Regions from separate parts of the Sus scrofa genome. Here region 2 is linked to region 1. The links are chromatin contacts, called in public HiChIP or PLAC-seq maps. All regions are on one chromosome and are shown on one strand. The core of a region is the stretch at or near the end of the contact, and the rest is flanking DNA. Distances in the headings are between cores, read along the strand shown.

Region 1 (4,880 bases), core at 2,052-4,551:
TTGGATCCCAAGTTGCTGTGGCTCTGGTGTAGTTGGGTGGCTACAGTTCGGATTCGACCCCTAGCCTGGGAACCTCCATATGCCGTGGGAAGCAGCCCTAGAAAAGGCAAAAAGACAAAAAAAAAAAAAAGATTCAGTCCTATAGATTATGATTATAGAAAGTATCTAATAAAAATCCAGAGTTGCCTGGGGAGATATTATGCCTTTGGCAGTTAATGCCTTATACTATAAATGGGAATAAAATCTGCGAAGCATGGGCTTACTGCAGATATTCATATAATGTGAGATCCTGTTCATCCTTTTTCATCTGGGATCTCAGACCCATAGAATCCTTGAGAGTAGCTGGCTTGTGTAAACCATTTTCAGTACTTGAAAAATCCTGATAGAAATTGTACATTCCCTTTGTCTAACCCCTTGCTAACATCAGTTTCTCTGCCAGTGGCTGAAATTACACCTGCTCAGCAATGCAACCCTATCACATGCTGGCGTGACATTGCTAAGCTTCAGTTGTGTCTTATTCGTGTATTAGAAGAATGATCATGAATCAGTGATTACTAAATGCAGTTTAGCAGACAGAATGTTTCAAAGTGTCACATTTGTGATTAAAAAAAAAAAAAACAATGGAAAGAGCGGTAGCAGTAAAAAGATTGGGATCAACTGCATTTTGAGAACCCATCCTATAGCTACCTGAGGCTTTTAAGGGATGGGGAGTGGAGAAGAGAGACATGGGAGTCATGAAACAAGAATGGTTATATATCAAAAACAAACTCAGGACTATCTTGCTAGCCTCTCATTTGAAACCTTAGAAGCATGTTCCCTTTTCAGCAGTAGCAGATTCCATTTCTCAGGGAATGGTGCCCTTTTCTGTGACTATTCCTTTCATCCACTGTTATTCAAAGGACCTACAAAGTAATTAGTAATTAAAGAAACAGACCTCCTTCCAAAGGTTAAACATTTAAAAAGCTTTCCCAAATAATTTAAATTAGGAGCTAGATACATACGTAAATATACACACACTAAATGAGTTCAAAGCTGTCTCCACAGTCAAAACCTGGAGCTAAAGGTAGGAATATACGCACCTCTGTATATCGTCTCTTTAGTACTGTTATATCAGGGGATCCCCCATATTTCTCTCAGCTACCAACAGGGAAGGAATTTTTGCCCCACTTTACTAACAAAAAAATGGGTTTTAAAGTTTAGTTGGCCAAGGTCATGTGGCTAGCAATAGAAGAAATATCCTTCTTGGTCCCTCTTTCATATTCTCCTTACTTAGTAGTCTCAGCACTCACTCTCTACCTCCAATATCTCTCAATCAATTTATAGCTATCTCAAATTATTTCCATGTCATAACATTTTAAAATGATGGCTCAATTCCTCTTGTTAAGTAAGATAGATATGCAGATTCAAAATGTTTCTTTTTACCTTTTACTTTCTAACTATGGAATAAAAATTAAATTTAGCCCTCTAGGTTTGAGAATGACCAGAGAGAGGCAAGTTTATAGACATCTTGTTTCTATATTTTAAGGTCATAGAGTTTAATGATCTAAAACCAGAGGCAAGGGAAATCTTTATAGGACGTTGCAACAGAGCAAAAGATGAGGCACCCTAACAAACTGAGAAAGAAATTGTATCAGTGATTCTGGCAAGATATTTAGAAAACAAAGATTTTTCTAATAAGAGCAGATTTTTAGTTACTTGTACGTTTTAATAATTTATGGTACACCTTCATGTTCCTCCCAGTATATTTCATCATCAGTATCAATCTCTTGAGACTTAAAGAGGGACCAAATGTGAAAAAAACAGTTATTCATTTCCTCATCTCCATTCCAAAGTTTTCAAGTTTATACCCATTGAGAACATGTATTTAGCGGTACCCCTATTTTAGCTAAGCTACAGTTTCGTCAAGTTACTTATGACTCAGTTTAATTTACATACAATTGCCCTGCCTAACATAGACAGCAACCAGAGTTTTGAGTCAATGAATTTGGTGCTTAGGAAGGTAGGGTTTTGTACAGTCTTGTCCATTTTTCAGATATGCTGTATGACCTCTGACATAAAAACGAATGCTAAAAATAGTCTTGAGAGGCTAAAATATACTTCATCTGTGCTTTTCAACAACATACTAACATTTATTTCTATTATTATCCCAATTTTATACATGTGACATTCTTAGCCACATCTACTCCTGTGTTTTCTATGTACATCACAGCCTGTTGCAGGGCTACAAAGACTTCACAGTGATAGAATTGGTAGTGGGTGTGAGAGAGTGGGACAAAAATGTTTTAAAAAAGCACAGATCTAGAGATGCCTAGCTAGTCTCATAATCTAGGGAGAGAGATGCATTTTTCACTATCATTGACTGATACTCAATTTGTTGATAGTACTGAATCCATAAGGTAACATTTAGATAGACATATCACCTTTGACTTCAGGCCAATCCATAATTATGCAGGCCTGTAGCAATTACAAGCTTAACCTTTGTGCTTTCAGCTATTCAGGACTAATTCCCAAACTCCATGACATGTAGCAATCTGAAATTTTGCTAAGAGGTAAATTTGATGTTCAGGTTACAAGGCTGGTGTGCTGGATACTGTCAAGGGGTTTGTGAAATACCCCTGCACCTACGTCTCAATTTGACTTCTTGCTTTTCACTCAAAGAGTAGCTTGGTTGAAGAGATCATGAAGAGATAAAAAGAAACAGCTCAGAAAAGGGAGCCAACCATCCAGCACCAATGATGTTAAAAAAAAAAGGTATATGCTAAGGAGTTTGCCCCTTGTAGTATCAAAAGGTTTCTAGTTTTGTTCAAAGTTGTAATTTAGGAGCAGTTATCCCCGTAAGTAAAATCCTTTTATTCGCTGCAAATAAACAATTTGTCAGTGACATTCAGGCTTGTTTTCTCTAAATTTCTTTAGGTTTTTTTTCTACTTATTATTCTATGTTCATGGGAGCAGCTTTGGGAACCTTAAAGCTTGCAGGCTGGTGTGGCAGAGAAAAGACTGATTTCCTACTCGACTGTGCCACCAACTCTGAGACTACAGACAAGTAAATCCCTCTTAGGGGATTAGTTTCCTCTAATGGCAAATGGGGAGGGTGGAAAGGATCTACAGTAAGCAAGGGCCAACTTCCTTACTAAAACTTAAGACTTGAGAGAAGGTTGACACGGCCTAGCCTTCACCCCAAGCGCACCTAGCCCACTCCAGACCCCAAGACGCCCCTTCCCACCAACGCCGGGACGCTAGTCTCGCGCGAAGCCGTTAGACGTTAACGCCTCACCCCGCAATGGGTGGGGCTGATGCCTGCAGCTTCCGGCGGCGGGAGGCAAGGCCGAGCGTGGCGCGCCTCATCGGTTCTCCCGCCAACCCGCGGAAGGCGTGAGCCCCTCTCTGCTGCACTCGAGGGGCTCTCCGGCCCCAGCATTGCATGCTGGGAAGCCCGGAAGCATCTCCACTTAGCCGAGAAGAGCTATTAGGAGTGGGGGAGGGGAAGGGGGGAAAACCTGAACTTTTTATACTAAACAGTTTGCGCATCTTTTATAGAGATTGGTCAGGGTTTTACTCTAGAAGCCAATCACTTCAGAACAAGGGTGGACCAATCGAGAAGGCTCGCTTTCACTGGCTGGGAGACTGTGTCGCAAGGGAAGCGTTTAAAACGAGAGTATCCGGGATTATTTTCCCCCGCCGGTCGGTGCGTGTCCCGGAAGTGACGCAAGGCTCTGGCCGGTCGGCCGCCCTGCCCCCTCTTCCTTTCACGCTGTCGCTGCCTGTAGGTGGTTGTGGCCACCGTGCCCAGGAGGAGGCGACTGCGGCGAATGATGCCTGGGAAACTTCTCTGGGGGGACATTATGGAGCTGGAAGCACCCTTGGAGGAGACCGAGAGCCAAAGGAAGGAGAGGCAAAAGGTGCGCTGAGATGGGCCGCGCCTCCTTTTGGGCTGCGCCGGCTTGGGCGGGGAGGGGAGTCTCCCCGATGGCCTGTCACAACCCGGTCGGAGCATCCGAGGGCCTCTCTTCGCGCTGCCCTCGTACCTCTGAGGTCGCTCCGGGACCATTCCCACCGCCACACCCCTAACCTGGAGAAGGGCTTCGGCCCGGCCTCCCGTGGTCCTCCAGTCGTTCTCATCGGCGCCTACGAGATGGGCAGACTCAAGTTCTCATCGTGGAATCTGTTATTTCTTTCCTCTCCTTCCTTAAGCAGCGAGGCCTGTCATTTGGTTCTCGTTGGCCGTCTAGAAGATGATTAAGAAAAAATGATTGCTTTGAATAAGTGTTCCTTCTCCGTCATCCTGTCCTGTATGCGAGAATCTTGGGGAAAGCGATCTTAGGTTTACAAACCTTGATAACGGGTCAGTGGAGTAGTGAAGAAAAGTGTCACAGCCAACGTTGCCAGGATTTGGCTGTGATGGAGATCGTGTGGGTTGTATTATTAATAGCCTTTTCTGATAGTATTTTCATTCAATTCACAAATATTTATTGAGCCTAATTTATGCTAGACTCTTTGCTGGGCATCTCGGTGGTCCCTGCCCTCAAGGAGCCTGTTAGAAGAGTTGTAGAGACTTCCCGCTCCACCCCTCAAAAGAAAGAAAGAAATCTAGAGAAAAGGAAACAGCTTTAGAAGGTAAAGAAGCAATTCGAAAGCTGACATTTGACAAAAGAATGGCTGTATAGTTCCAGAGAGCAGAGAACCTACTCTTCTGACCTTATTACCAAGGTAAACTTGCCATTCTAGCCAAGGAGTTAGTATTTTCTATTGTGGTAAAATACACACACCATAAAATTTACCATTTTAAAATATACAGTTTTGTAGCATTAAACACATTCACACTGTTCTGTAGCCATTATCTTCATTCATCTCCAGAATTTTCTTCATCCTCCCAAACTCTG
Region 2 (4,931 bases), core at 2,183-4,682, 260 kb after region 1:
TTTGTGTTTGAGATCCTATTAATTAACTGACAGATTAACAAAAGAAAAACAATTCTAACTGCAATAGAGAAAGTTCACAAAAATGACTTAAAGGGGTTGTAAGAATTTGGGGCTTATGTATAATCTTTCTCAGGGAAAGAGGGAGTGAAGGGTACTTAGCAGTGACTTAATAGGGGAAGTTGTGTGAATGAAGAGCACTAATGGGAAAGCAAAAGACTTTTAGGAATGATGAAAGAATCCTTAGAATAAGTGTTAGATACAACAGTTTTGTAACCAAAGTCTGTTTGGGTGTGGGGCCAATTTCTCACTGTCTAGTGATGAGTTAATCTTCCTTGGTTGCTCCCAGTGAGGGAATTTATGGCAACGGAGTTCTTTTGGGAGGCTTTGCTTTTAGGGAGATAGCAGATTTCAGGAACTCAAATGCCTTCTAACTAAAAATTTTAGGGTGCAGTAACATATTCTCGACCTTTTCAGCGTGGATCAAGTAGTTGGAATACTCAATTCCAATTACCATGTGAGTCAGTAAACTCAAATTTATTACATTCCATTTATATTAAGCTGAAACTGTTGAACATACATAAAGGCACTGTCCAGGGCTTTTTATTAGCCTGGATTGAAATGTAACACATTTTACAGTTTGATATCAGATAAAGGCATAGTGAGGAATATGTGTACCTTAAATATACCAGTTCCACTTTTAGGCTTGAGGGCTTCTATGAACAGAAATCTTTTTTTTTTTGGCCTAGCTGGCAGCATTGAGACAACTTTCCCTGGCCAGGGAGTGAACCCTTGCCACCCCAGCAACCCACTGAGTCACAAGACTCCTGAGCATAATTCATATGTTGCTCCCTCATTTAAAATCTTCTAGCGACTTGAGTAAAAGTTTAGTCTCTTACAGAACACCAGTTCAGCTCGTTATTGCCAGACTCCTCGGAGAATGCTTGCCTTTCTGCCTGCACTTTGGTTAATTTCTTGTAAGACTCTTGAGGCTGTTCTTATCTGACACCATCTCCATCTCCAGTCAGAGTTAGATGGCCTTTGTTTTACTGCCAGGGTATGCTGTGCACACCTCCAGGACTGTGCTTACCACACTTTTAGAAGACTTTTTAATTGTATAGGCTTAATAAAACTCTCAAAGATTCAGCCTGTTTTGCTATACCTTGCTTATCACAATACACGTGGAATGTGTGAATGAATGGATGTTTATTTTCCTAGCGATTATAAAAGTAAAGGTGTCTTTTAGGAAAAAAAAGAGTCTAAATGTAATTATGGATAAGAACTGTTATGCAACCTAGTATTAGAGTAAAGGAAATAGACTAGGCTCTCTAGGAATTTTATCAGACCCTGGAGACAAAGCAAGACAGAGCATAGAAGGACTGTGTGGACATAAACCACACTACCACAAGTTCTACAAATGTACTTGATAGTTGTTCAGATTGAGGAATCTGAACTACTTAATCTCTAAGACCCACTCCTGCTCTAGTATTCCATGATTCTAAGACTAAGTCTCAAAAATTCACTTAGAAATAAACAATTCAGGGAGTTCCCATCGTGGTGCATCAGAAACATATCTGACTAGGAACCATGAGGTTGCTGGTTCGATCCCTGGCCTCCATCAGTGGGTTAAGGATCCAGTGTTGCTGTGGCTGTGGTGTAGGCCAGTAGCTGCACCTCTGATTCCACCCCTAAGCCTGGAACTTCCATGTGTGACCCTAAAAAAGAAAAGAAAAATACTAGAAATGTCCGATTGTAGAATTTGGTAGGCAAGATGTGGGGCGGGGGGGAAGCTACAGAAATTTGCTGTTGCGAAACCTTATAAACCAGGTTTTGTTAATAGCAAAGGCAAAGAAGAGAGAAGTTGCTTTATTCCCTTCGACCAGGGTTATCTTTATTTCTCTCACTTCCCTTCCCTGTCCACTTATTTCTGTATTTATACATACATTCAGTGTTTTCCTGAGTATTTCTTTAGTGGTATTTTATTGGCCCTACCATGAAGGAACTATAACCCATAGCAGTGGTTCTGAAATTGTGGTCCCTGGACTAGCAGGGTCAACATCACCTGAAAACATAAATTCAAAGTCTTGGGCCCCACTCCAGATCTCCTGGGTCAGAAACTCCACGAGTAGGGCCACAACAATCTGGGGCGGTGGGCGTCGTGTTCAGTGGCTTGATGTGGGGTCTCAGTTCCCAAATCAGGGATTGAACCTGGGCTGTGGTGGTGAAAGCTCTGAGTCCTAAATCACTAGACCACCAGGGGACTCCCAACAGTTTTGTTTTAAAATCAGCTTTCTAGATGATTCTGATGCATGCTGAAGTTTGAGAACTACTACTCTAAAGACACAATTATGATAGTTTCAGTGCTATGACAGCAGTTGTACTAGGCACCCAATAATAGTTTAGAAGTATGGAGGTGAGAAACGATGACACAACTGGCCCATAGTTCCAGCACGAATAGTTCTTTGAACTCTCATTAGCCTAAGAATAATAAGTATTTCCAATGCTTAACAGGTACTGTGCCTATGACTAAGACCAGATCAGAAACTCTGAGGGCAAGGTGCTGGTCTACTTGAATCCCTTATGTTTAAAAAGTATTCTGTGAATCAAAGGTACATAGCAAACTGTTACTGAAATCCTATTTGACACATTATCACACATCACGTGCATTGTTCCTTTAACTTGCAAGACCTTACTGTTTTAAGTATAATAATAGAGATATGGAAAACCCAAATCCAACAGCATCTTTTGAATTTAACATGTAGCGACCTAATGTGACACAGTATCCAACGAATGCCAAAGAAACTAGACTTTGGTCCAGGTACAAGGGACATATTTTTGCCATGTGGTTGTGATACATCAGCTGCTAGGAGGATGTACACAAATTGCTCATATTAGAGTATAATTACTTACACACAGGTCATAACAAGGGGTTTACCTAAGCACTTGCAGAACAAAATTCCTTAGCAACAATCCTGATGGGCAGATCGTTTTGTTCTCTAACATTATTCCATTAGGAAACCAAAGTTAATAACCCAAAGAACTTTCCAGAAATGCTCTTGAAAACTTGGAGTCCCAAAGCCATGGAGAAAGGCCGACTACACCGATAGGTGCCTCTCCAAGTGGTGCGCCCTCTGAGCCCTGCCGCACTGCCCACGTGCTTCTGAATAGGGCCAGCGTCCGTCACGTGATGCACCTCGCAGGCCCCGCCTCTCAACTGTGACATCCCCAACCGGTGCCTGATTATTTTCTTTTCTTTAAAGAAAGCTGGCTCCAATTTCCAATAAAAAGAGAGAGACAGAGCACGAACTTACAAGAAGTTATCTTTTCTGATTTTTCACTTCTAAGCTTTCCTTTCCCTTTATGAACCGCCTTTCAGCACTCGGGCGTTTTCCTGGGCAGCTTTGCTGTTCTGGGTCTTTGCGGGCTGTAGGCACTGGCGTTGTGCGTCACTGTCCGCCGCCGTGTCCCCAGGCTACTCCAGCCTGCCTCCTTTCCAGTCTGCGGCCTCAATGTCCTTACCCCGGTGTGCCCTGCTGTGGGCTCGGCTCCCCGCCGGGCGCCAGGCTGGCCATCGGGCAGCCGTCTGCTCTGCCCTTCGCTCCCACACTGCGCCCTTTCCTGGGCTCTCGGGCGCGTTTCTGCCGTCGCCTGCGCCTCCTCCTCCTCCTCCGCCTCAGGAGGCTCCAAAGCCCCGAACACGTCCTTGTTCGTGCCGCTGACTGTCAAACCTCAGGGTCCCAGCGCGGATGGCGACGTCGGGGCCGAACTAACTCGCCCTCTGGACAAGAGTGAGTGCACGGGCTGGAGAAGGCGGCCAGGCTGGTGTTTGTAGGGCTGAGGAAGCTGTCCTTCCTTCCCCTGGAGACTTGCGGTCCCCTTGAGCGTTGTCACTGTGCTTGTCAATGTCCATCTCCCTTGTTGGTTTGGGAGCCGTTCAAGGCTTGGGACTGTGTCTCATTGATTCTTTAGTGTGCTGCGCCAGAAACTGGCCTTGTTCTTCTCGCTGTTCTCTGAATGGTTACATTGTCCCATCCTCTTGTGATGGGGCAGTTCACGTTTTTTGAGTCGTTAGGTGGACCACTAATTTTCTAGCATCCTCTCTCTCCTCCCCGGTGGTTCAAAACTATTGCCCCGAGAAAGGACAAGGGAGTGAGGCAGTGAAAAGCCAGAGGAGAACTTTGCTCAGGATTATTTGTCACTGACTGGGCACCTACACAAACTAGACGCAGTGTTAGGCTGTATAGTGGCTGTCAAGAGGAACCAGATTCATATCCAGATCTCTTCCACTCCAGAACCTTATATTCTCATGGGAAGGAAGGAAGCACATACAGATGACCAACTGTATTACAAACTAAAGCATGACAAGGGTGTGCTTCCCAAAGGTGGTAGGTACTCTGATCATTGTGGGCCCCAGAGAGAAAGGAATCATTTGGCATCAGCAAGTGGCAAGACCTAATCCTTTTGCTCCCCTGCAAAAAATTGTTTAGTGTTTTTCCATTGTCCCCAGTTGAAAGGGGGCTTCAATCTCTAATATGCCTGGAAGGCCCTGCCTGGTCTAGCCTGAGTACCTCTTGGAGAGGCTTCATTGCACAGCACTCTCCTTGTTTCAGCGACATTGGTGAGATGTGAGCTTGTGCTTCAGGGCCTTTAGTATATGCTACCCTTTAGGCCTAGAATACCTCTGTGATTCTTTCTTCTTCTTTTAAAATAGCAGTGACTAATAGGGAGCGTTTGCTAGAGATAAATACTGTTTTAAGCATGTGACATTTAATCTTCCTAATAACCCAGTGAAGTAGGCAGTTTTTATTCCTGTCAAATACTTACTGAATGTCTGTTACATGCTACTATGTGCCAAGCACTGTTCTGGTCAATATGGTAGGTGCTGTTTTAAAGATTTTTTTTTTTACATGTATATGTATTTTTTTTTTTTTGGT

Evidence for each region. HiChIP or PLAC-seq counts read pairs in DNA pulled down with a chosen protein or histone mark.
Region 2: a contact with region 1 is called in an H3K27ac HiChIP or PLAC-seq map of alveolar macrophages. The contact joins the promoter of SUPV3L1 here to the promoter of DDX50 in region 1. A contact is called at or near these places in 2 of 5 promoter capture datasets (fetal skeletal muscle and liver) and 1 of 2 datasets of contacts at active chromatin or transcription factors (alveolar macrophages).

Annotation. Positions count from the first base shown.
Region 1 is chr14:71,985,836-71,990,715 of Sscrofa11.1, forward strand. It overlaps DDX50 (ATP-dependent RNA helicase DDX50), which reads left to right and starts at 3,302. Exons shown (of 16, transcript XM_005657388.3): 1 at 3,302-3,899. The coding sequence starts at 3,810.
Region 2 is chr14:72,242,094-72,247,024 of Sscrofa11.1, forward strand. It overlaps SUPV3L1 (ATP-dependent RNA helicase SUPV3L1, mitochondrial), which reads left to right and starts at 3,433. Exons shown (of 16, transcript XM_001928898.6): 1 at 3,433-3,629; 2 at 3,632-3,785. The coding sequence starts at 3,507.